2 separate regions of the Sus scrofa genome follow, and region 1 is linked to region 2. A link is a contact called in public HiChIP or PLAC-seq data. All regions are on one chromosome and are shown on one strand. The core of a region is the stretch at or near the end of the contact, and the rest is flanking DNA. Distances in the headings are between cores, read along the strand shown.

What was found. HiChIP or PLAC-seq counts read pairs in DNA pulled down with a chosen protein or histone mark.
Region 1: an H3K27ac HiChIP or PLAC-seq map of skeletal muscle shows a contact between it and region 2. The contact joins two enhancer-like sites. A contact is called at or near these places in 1 of 47 Hi-C or Micro-C datasets (liver) and 1 of 2 datasets of contacts at active chromatin or transcription factors (skeletal muscle).

What each region holds. Positions count from the first base shown.
Region 1 is chr14:133,527,646-133,530,590 of Sscrofa11.1, forward strand. All of the region lies in intron 1 of CHST15 (carbohydrate sulfotransferase 15), which reads right to left. Among named protein-coding and RNA genes, the nearest start is that of CHST15, 16 kb to the right of the region's middle. Within about 2 kb of position 1,691, at least 10 of the 83 cell types and tissues checked have an H3K27ac peak or open chromatin away from gene starts, as enhancers often do. A contact at or near this core is called in skeletal muscle, where this site is marked.
Region 2 is chr14:133,478,310-133,481,269 of Sscrofa11.1, forward strand. All of the region lies in intron 5 of CHST15 (carbohydrate sulfotransferase 15), which reads right to left. Among named protein-coding and RNA genes, the nearest start is that of CHST15, 65 kb to the right of the region's middle. Within about 2 kb of position 1,597, at least 4 of the 83 cell types and tissues checked have an H3K27ac peak or open chromatin away from gene starts, as enhancers often do. A contact at or near this core is called in skeletal muscle, where this site is marked.

The DNA of each region.
Region 1 (2,945 bases), core at 441-2,940, 49 kb after region 2:
TTTTTAGCCAAGGCCCTCGTCCTGCAGGCGAGAAAAGAGGCTCAGAGAAGTCAGGTAAGCAGCCCCAGGACACAGGGCGGTCAGGGCGAACTGGGACCAGAGGTGTAAAAGCCTGAAAAAATGAAGCTGACCCTACAAGGTAGGAGCCAGCAACCTCTCAAGTCAGACTGCCTGAATTCAGGTCCCAACTCTACCTTTCAAAAGCTGCCAAGACTTGGGCAGGGTGACCTTCTCTAGCCTCAGTTTTCACATCTGTAAAATGGGGGTGTTAACTGTGTCTGTGTCAACGGCTGCTGAGAGTAAAGGGAATACTGTCAAATCTAGCATATGGTAAGTATTCAAACATGGGCTACAATGATCGGAACTCAAGCTTCTCAAGTCTTTGTCTTACATTCTATTTCACCAAACTGTTCTCTATCTCACGGGCTCCTTACCTCTGCGAATCTCCCAGATCTGGGGGAGAAACCTACCTGTGTGCACACACCAAGGATGGGCCCCCACAAAGCACCAGGTGGGCACAGGGAAGACACGAAATGCGTACATTGTGGGTCTTCCGGAATTTGATGATCGGATAAAAACTAATTTCGGTTGATGGCCAGTTGGAAGGGATCCAAAAACAATCTGAAAGATAAATGACAACACTGAAGTTCATGAAATTCTAAGATGCTTCCCAAGTGCTGCGGATCCCGAGATTTAATGAAATTAGACGGCGGCAGAATGTGGTCTGCAGCTTGGGTTGCACCAGTGTCGGTTTCCTGGATTTGATAATGTCCTCTGGTTATGTTAGATGGTATCACGGTGGGAAGCTGGTTGAAAGGTACGCAGGAACCTGTACTATTTTTTGCAGCATCTTGTGTGTCCACAGTTATTTCAAAATAAAAAGCTAAAAGAAAATTAGGAGGCAGAATCTAGGAGCACCAGAAATTTAAGGAGACTCTTGGCAAGTTTTCAACATGTCAAAACAGGCACAGCTCCTAGGCGGTATGGCCCCACACAGGACTTGGGAAGAGAGGCTGAATGAACATCTGGAGTGATTCTAAATCAAGCTCTTCTGAATATGAAACTGTTTCTCTTTTATTTCTCCATTTTCTAAAACATAGGGAAATTTATCCATATGTTTTGTCCGTATTGAAAAATTCAGCATACACAGCATAAAAATGGAGATGAATGTTGCTATAACTACTGGTAAACATTTATTAGGAAACGTTTGCAAGGTTTAAGAACGTCCAGAGAGGAACAGGCAGAGATTTAAAGTTTATGACCACAAATGACAGGGATAATCTGTTGAGGCCTTCCATACATCAGGTCAACCCGCTGGTCCTTGGGCATCGTTTTTCCAGGAAGGAAAGGTTGACTCTATGTTATACCAAGGGGCCCAGGTGTAGACAAGGTGGAGCGTATCCTGAAGAAGAGAGCAGGTGGAGGACCCAGAAGGCCAGAGCACCAGACAAGCAGTTCCCATGGAGACCACAGTACCTGGGTGATGGTGGGACCTGGGGTGGGGAGGTGACCTAGGAGGTAGGGAGCCAATTGCCAAGAAAGGGACAAGGAACAGCAGGGCCCTTAAGGAGCTGAGGTTCTCACGGACGATGGGAGAGAAACATCTGTGAGTAACCACAGGAGGGAGGAAGACCCTCCCTGTGAGAGGGCACGAGAGGAAGTCAAGTCCTGAGCGAGAGCTGGGGCTCGGTCAAGGGCACGGGGCCAGGGGAAGAGAGCCATGCTCAAGGCAGGCGCCAGACCTTCATGGGAGTTCACTATACCCCTGTCCCCCTCCAAAGGGTCCCCTCTCCCCAAACCAGACTTCTTGGAGTTGTCACAGAATTCAGGTGAACAGCCGCAGGCTCACCTTTGGGATTTCAGAGACTATTTCAGTCTTGTTTTCATGAGTGTGGTTTCAGCTGCTCACCCAAGACTTCCCCCATCAAGCATGTGCTGACTTAAAAATAACTCCTGTTCACAAGCCCAACCCTGAGCGAGAGGACGAGGAGAATGGGGGTTTTCTTTGCTTCTCACTAGCCCTGCTTTTTAAAACTGAAACAGCTGCAGGCCGGCTGGCATGGGACAAGGATTCTTCCCCCAGAGATGAGACCAGGAGAAAGCGAAGCCGTAAAAGGTAATTTGGAGGATGGAGAATGGAAGAGAATGGGTATCAACCCAAGTGTGCTACAAACCAGGTCCTCAGAGCCACTCTTCCCAGCCTAGTCATCCCATCCCATCCCATCAACTGGTCCCCCGGACATCTTAGCATTCCCGGGATGCTCTTCCCGAGCATCCCAAAGAACCAAAGTGGTGCCTTCTTGTTGTGCAAAGTTCAGCTTAGATGTCACCTTTTTGGAAAGGCCTCTTCTGATCACTCAGTCACTCCCCATCAGTTGGCACTTATTACGAACAGAATCAGCCTGTTCTCTGACTTTTGTGAACTCATCCCTAGGTATATACATTCTGTGAGTGCGGAGACCCTGTCCATCTCGTAAACGGCTGGATTCCCAGCTCTCAGGACAGCATCAGGCACACAAAGGTCCTCAGTCACTGGAAGGGGACTCTTAAGGGAGGTGCAGAACCTGAGGCAGAAGAGCTGAAGATGGTCAGACTCCCAAATGGTCTTCATTAACAGAGCTGAAGGATCAAGGGCAAGTCGCTTCGCCTCCAAGGTCAAGGTTTCTCCAGCCATATCGGAGGGTGAGCAGGGAAGGAAAACAAACCAGACAACCAGTAGGAAGACCCTGTCATTTCTGAACTCTGGGTCCAAACTGCCAAGTCATCTGTGTATTCCTGCCTCTCCTCCTTGCATCCAGCCATCCATCCATCCAATCATTCTCTCCCAGGGGCTGGGTCCTTGGGATATAACCTTGAATAAGACACACTCCTGTCCTAAAGGGACAAAAACCCTTTTAGTGGCAGGGACAGAAAGGAGGCAGTTCCTGCACTGACCAGCCAGGGGC
Region 2 (2,960 bases), core at 347-2,846:
TTTAGAAGGCTGCCGGCGTGGCCCCGGGACGGCAGGCCTGCGCTCCTGGAGGTGAGGCGCCTTTGCCGTGCAGGGCAGGGGGCCCGGGACCCCAGCACTGCTGGGAAGGGGAGCGCGAGTGGATGTGGGGGGAGCCCCCTCAACCTGGTGCCTCTGGAAGGGCGCATGTCTCTTCCCACGGGGCCACAGGAGTGGCCATCGGTGACCTTGAAGGTCTCAAAGAGTAAGTCTGGAAGGTCATCCCAAGATCACAACTGAATTCACTCAACAGCCCCGGGGCACTGCTCTGAGCCCAGGAGAGCAGAGGTGATTATCACAAAAACAGGTGGCCTCCCTGAGCCAGGCTCACCTCAAGGTTGCCCAGGGTCAGCCCCCAGAATCCTCTTGGTGTCCGCCGCCAACAAGGCTGCTCATGGCTACTGAGGGCTGCCCTCACCAGGCCCTCTGCTCCATGTGGCATGTATATTTTCCTCCTGTGCTCCCATCCAGCCTTCGAGATGCACCTGTCTTACAGAGCTTCTCAAGGTCACGTGGCCAGAAGGCCCCAAGCTAGCCCAGGCCTGCCTGACCCAAAGCCCACAGACCCAACGGGACGTGGTCCCTGGCTTCAGAGTTTAGGAGTGGAGCCAGATCAGCAGCAGAACAGAGTGGGTCACTATTCTGGGTCACTAGCCATGTGAGCTGATGGTTTGGGGGTTTTGTTTAGAATTTTTTTTTAAATTGTTTTAAGTGCAGATGAGTGATTTGAAGGCATTACGTCAGCTCTGTTACAGAACTACATAAGTTACAGGAGACTGGAAAGCACGTACACACGTAATAGAGCAGGAAACATTCAGGACGAACAGGGGAGCAGCCCCGGCACAATCAGGAAACCCACACGTGTGTGCACGGAGCACCACGCCGGGCGTCTGCACACCACAGCAACAATGAACGGGTGTTCAGACATCTGTCATAATTCAGTCCTCACTTCCTGAGCTTCGACACTTGGAGAAGCTAAAATTCCTTGGTCATTGCAAGTAGCTCATTCAATTTTACCAGTTTACCTCTGCAGCGATGCTGGGCTTATTGATCTGATTGGCCTTCCCTCCAGGTGGGGGGAACCCTGCGGGTTTTACCCCAAAGGTCACCAGTTCGGAGAGACCACCCCTCATGGTTGGTTTCTCTTTTTGTCATATTTTTGTTCATACCATTTTAAAAACGAAATATAATCCACACACCGTAAAATTCACCCTTTTAAAAATCCGCAATTCAGTAGCTGTTAGTATATGCGTGACCTTACACGGCCACCAGCACCATCTAATTCCAGGACATTTTCAGCACCCCAGAGGGACTGTTGGCTTTAACCTGTCAGTCCCCAGAGGGGCCACTGTCAGCAGTTGCTAAGATCCCCAAGCCCAAAAGGCCCAAGGAAGCCTGAGCCTCAGTGTCAGGGCCGCGTGGCCAAGTGCAGGCTGTCGGAGGCCTGGAGCTGCGCCGTCTCCTGCCACGTACTGCCCACCCAGCAGACCTCTCAGAGAGCCATGTGTGGAGGAAAGCCCTGGGGCAGATGCCGAGGCTGGGGACAGAGGCTGAGGCTGGGGGCAGACGCCAAAGCTGGGGACGGCTGGGAGCAGCTGACAGCTCCTGGACCAGCTCACCCCAGGCCATGCTGGCCCCGGCTCCCTGTGCTCCCAGATTGCCCCCAGCTGGTGCTGTGAACAAATGGTCATCTTTCCTCACCAGCAGCTCCCAAAGTGGACACACCATCTTCCAGTCCACCGCCCATGAGAGCACAGGGCCCTGCGGCCTCCAGAGGGTCGAGCACACACGATACCAGAGCGACAGCTAGAGAGCCCTCGTTACTCTCCATCTGCTGGCATCCAGATCCAAAGCACTGGTCAATAACCCCCACCCTCTGATACAACGCCATCAATAATGATTATAGATATTTTTTCCTACAAGAAAAAAGTCATTTCATGTAGCTGGGAAGGAGGCCCTTTCATCCAATGACTCACAAACCGTGAACATCTCGTCACAAGGGACAGTGAAGCAGGACCAGCTAATTTGGAGGAAACGTCAGCGTCACCTCAGACTGTACCTGTAGGTGACACTGATGAGGCTCATTTTCTGCCAGAAAAGAACATCCAGGTTTGGGCCTAAAAAGGTCAATGTGGCTGCCAAGCTTTGGGTTCCCCGGGGGCCACCTGGGCCGTGTCTTCTCCTCCGCTTGAGCACAAGCAGGATTCTGGGCCCACCTCTGTTTCTTCCTGAGCATCTGCTCTCGGGCCTTGGCGGACATCCAGGGGTGGTGGCAATGCCAAATACACCCTCCATTCTCAAGCCCCGTGTGGCTTACAAAGCACTGTCACATGATCCCGGTACCCGGCGTCTCTACAGGTGAAAAAGGTGCACAGAGGATGGGCTGCCACTGGGTGAGGCCGCAGCAAAGCCAGGCCTGCTTCCCGCCGTGGGGGTCTTACTGCAGAGTGACGGCCACCAGTCCCCTGGCTGACCAGTGCGTGATAACCCGCCCTCGATAATCAGCCCCAACTCTCCGTACCAGGTTCCCCAACTCCACCTGGAGGCCCAGCCTCGGCGCCCGGTGCCCCCACCACCTCTGCAGCCGCTGGCTCTTCTTCCCAGCCTTCCTTGCCCCACAGACCCGCCCTTTGCAAACAATCCATGTGGGAATGCTCGGGCCAGCCAGTGGCTTTGTAAACACTTCTCCCCAAAATAAACAGTGGTAAACACAGGGGAGTCTTCAGCACGATGGTTTTTCTCCCACCAGTAACGAGATGTGGGCCCTCCCTAGGTGGTCACTCCTGAACGGTCTTCAGAGACACCCGCAGACAGGCCCGCATGCCCTGGCCAGGGCTTGGCCAGCTCCCCCTTTCTGCCCTGGGCAGCTCACAGTGCAGCCCTATAAAGTGACCTCGTGCAAATTTGGGGGCCCATAGAAAGATGTGTCAATGACACCTGGA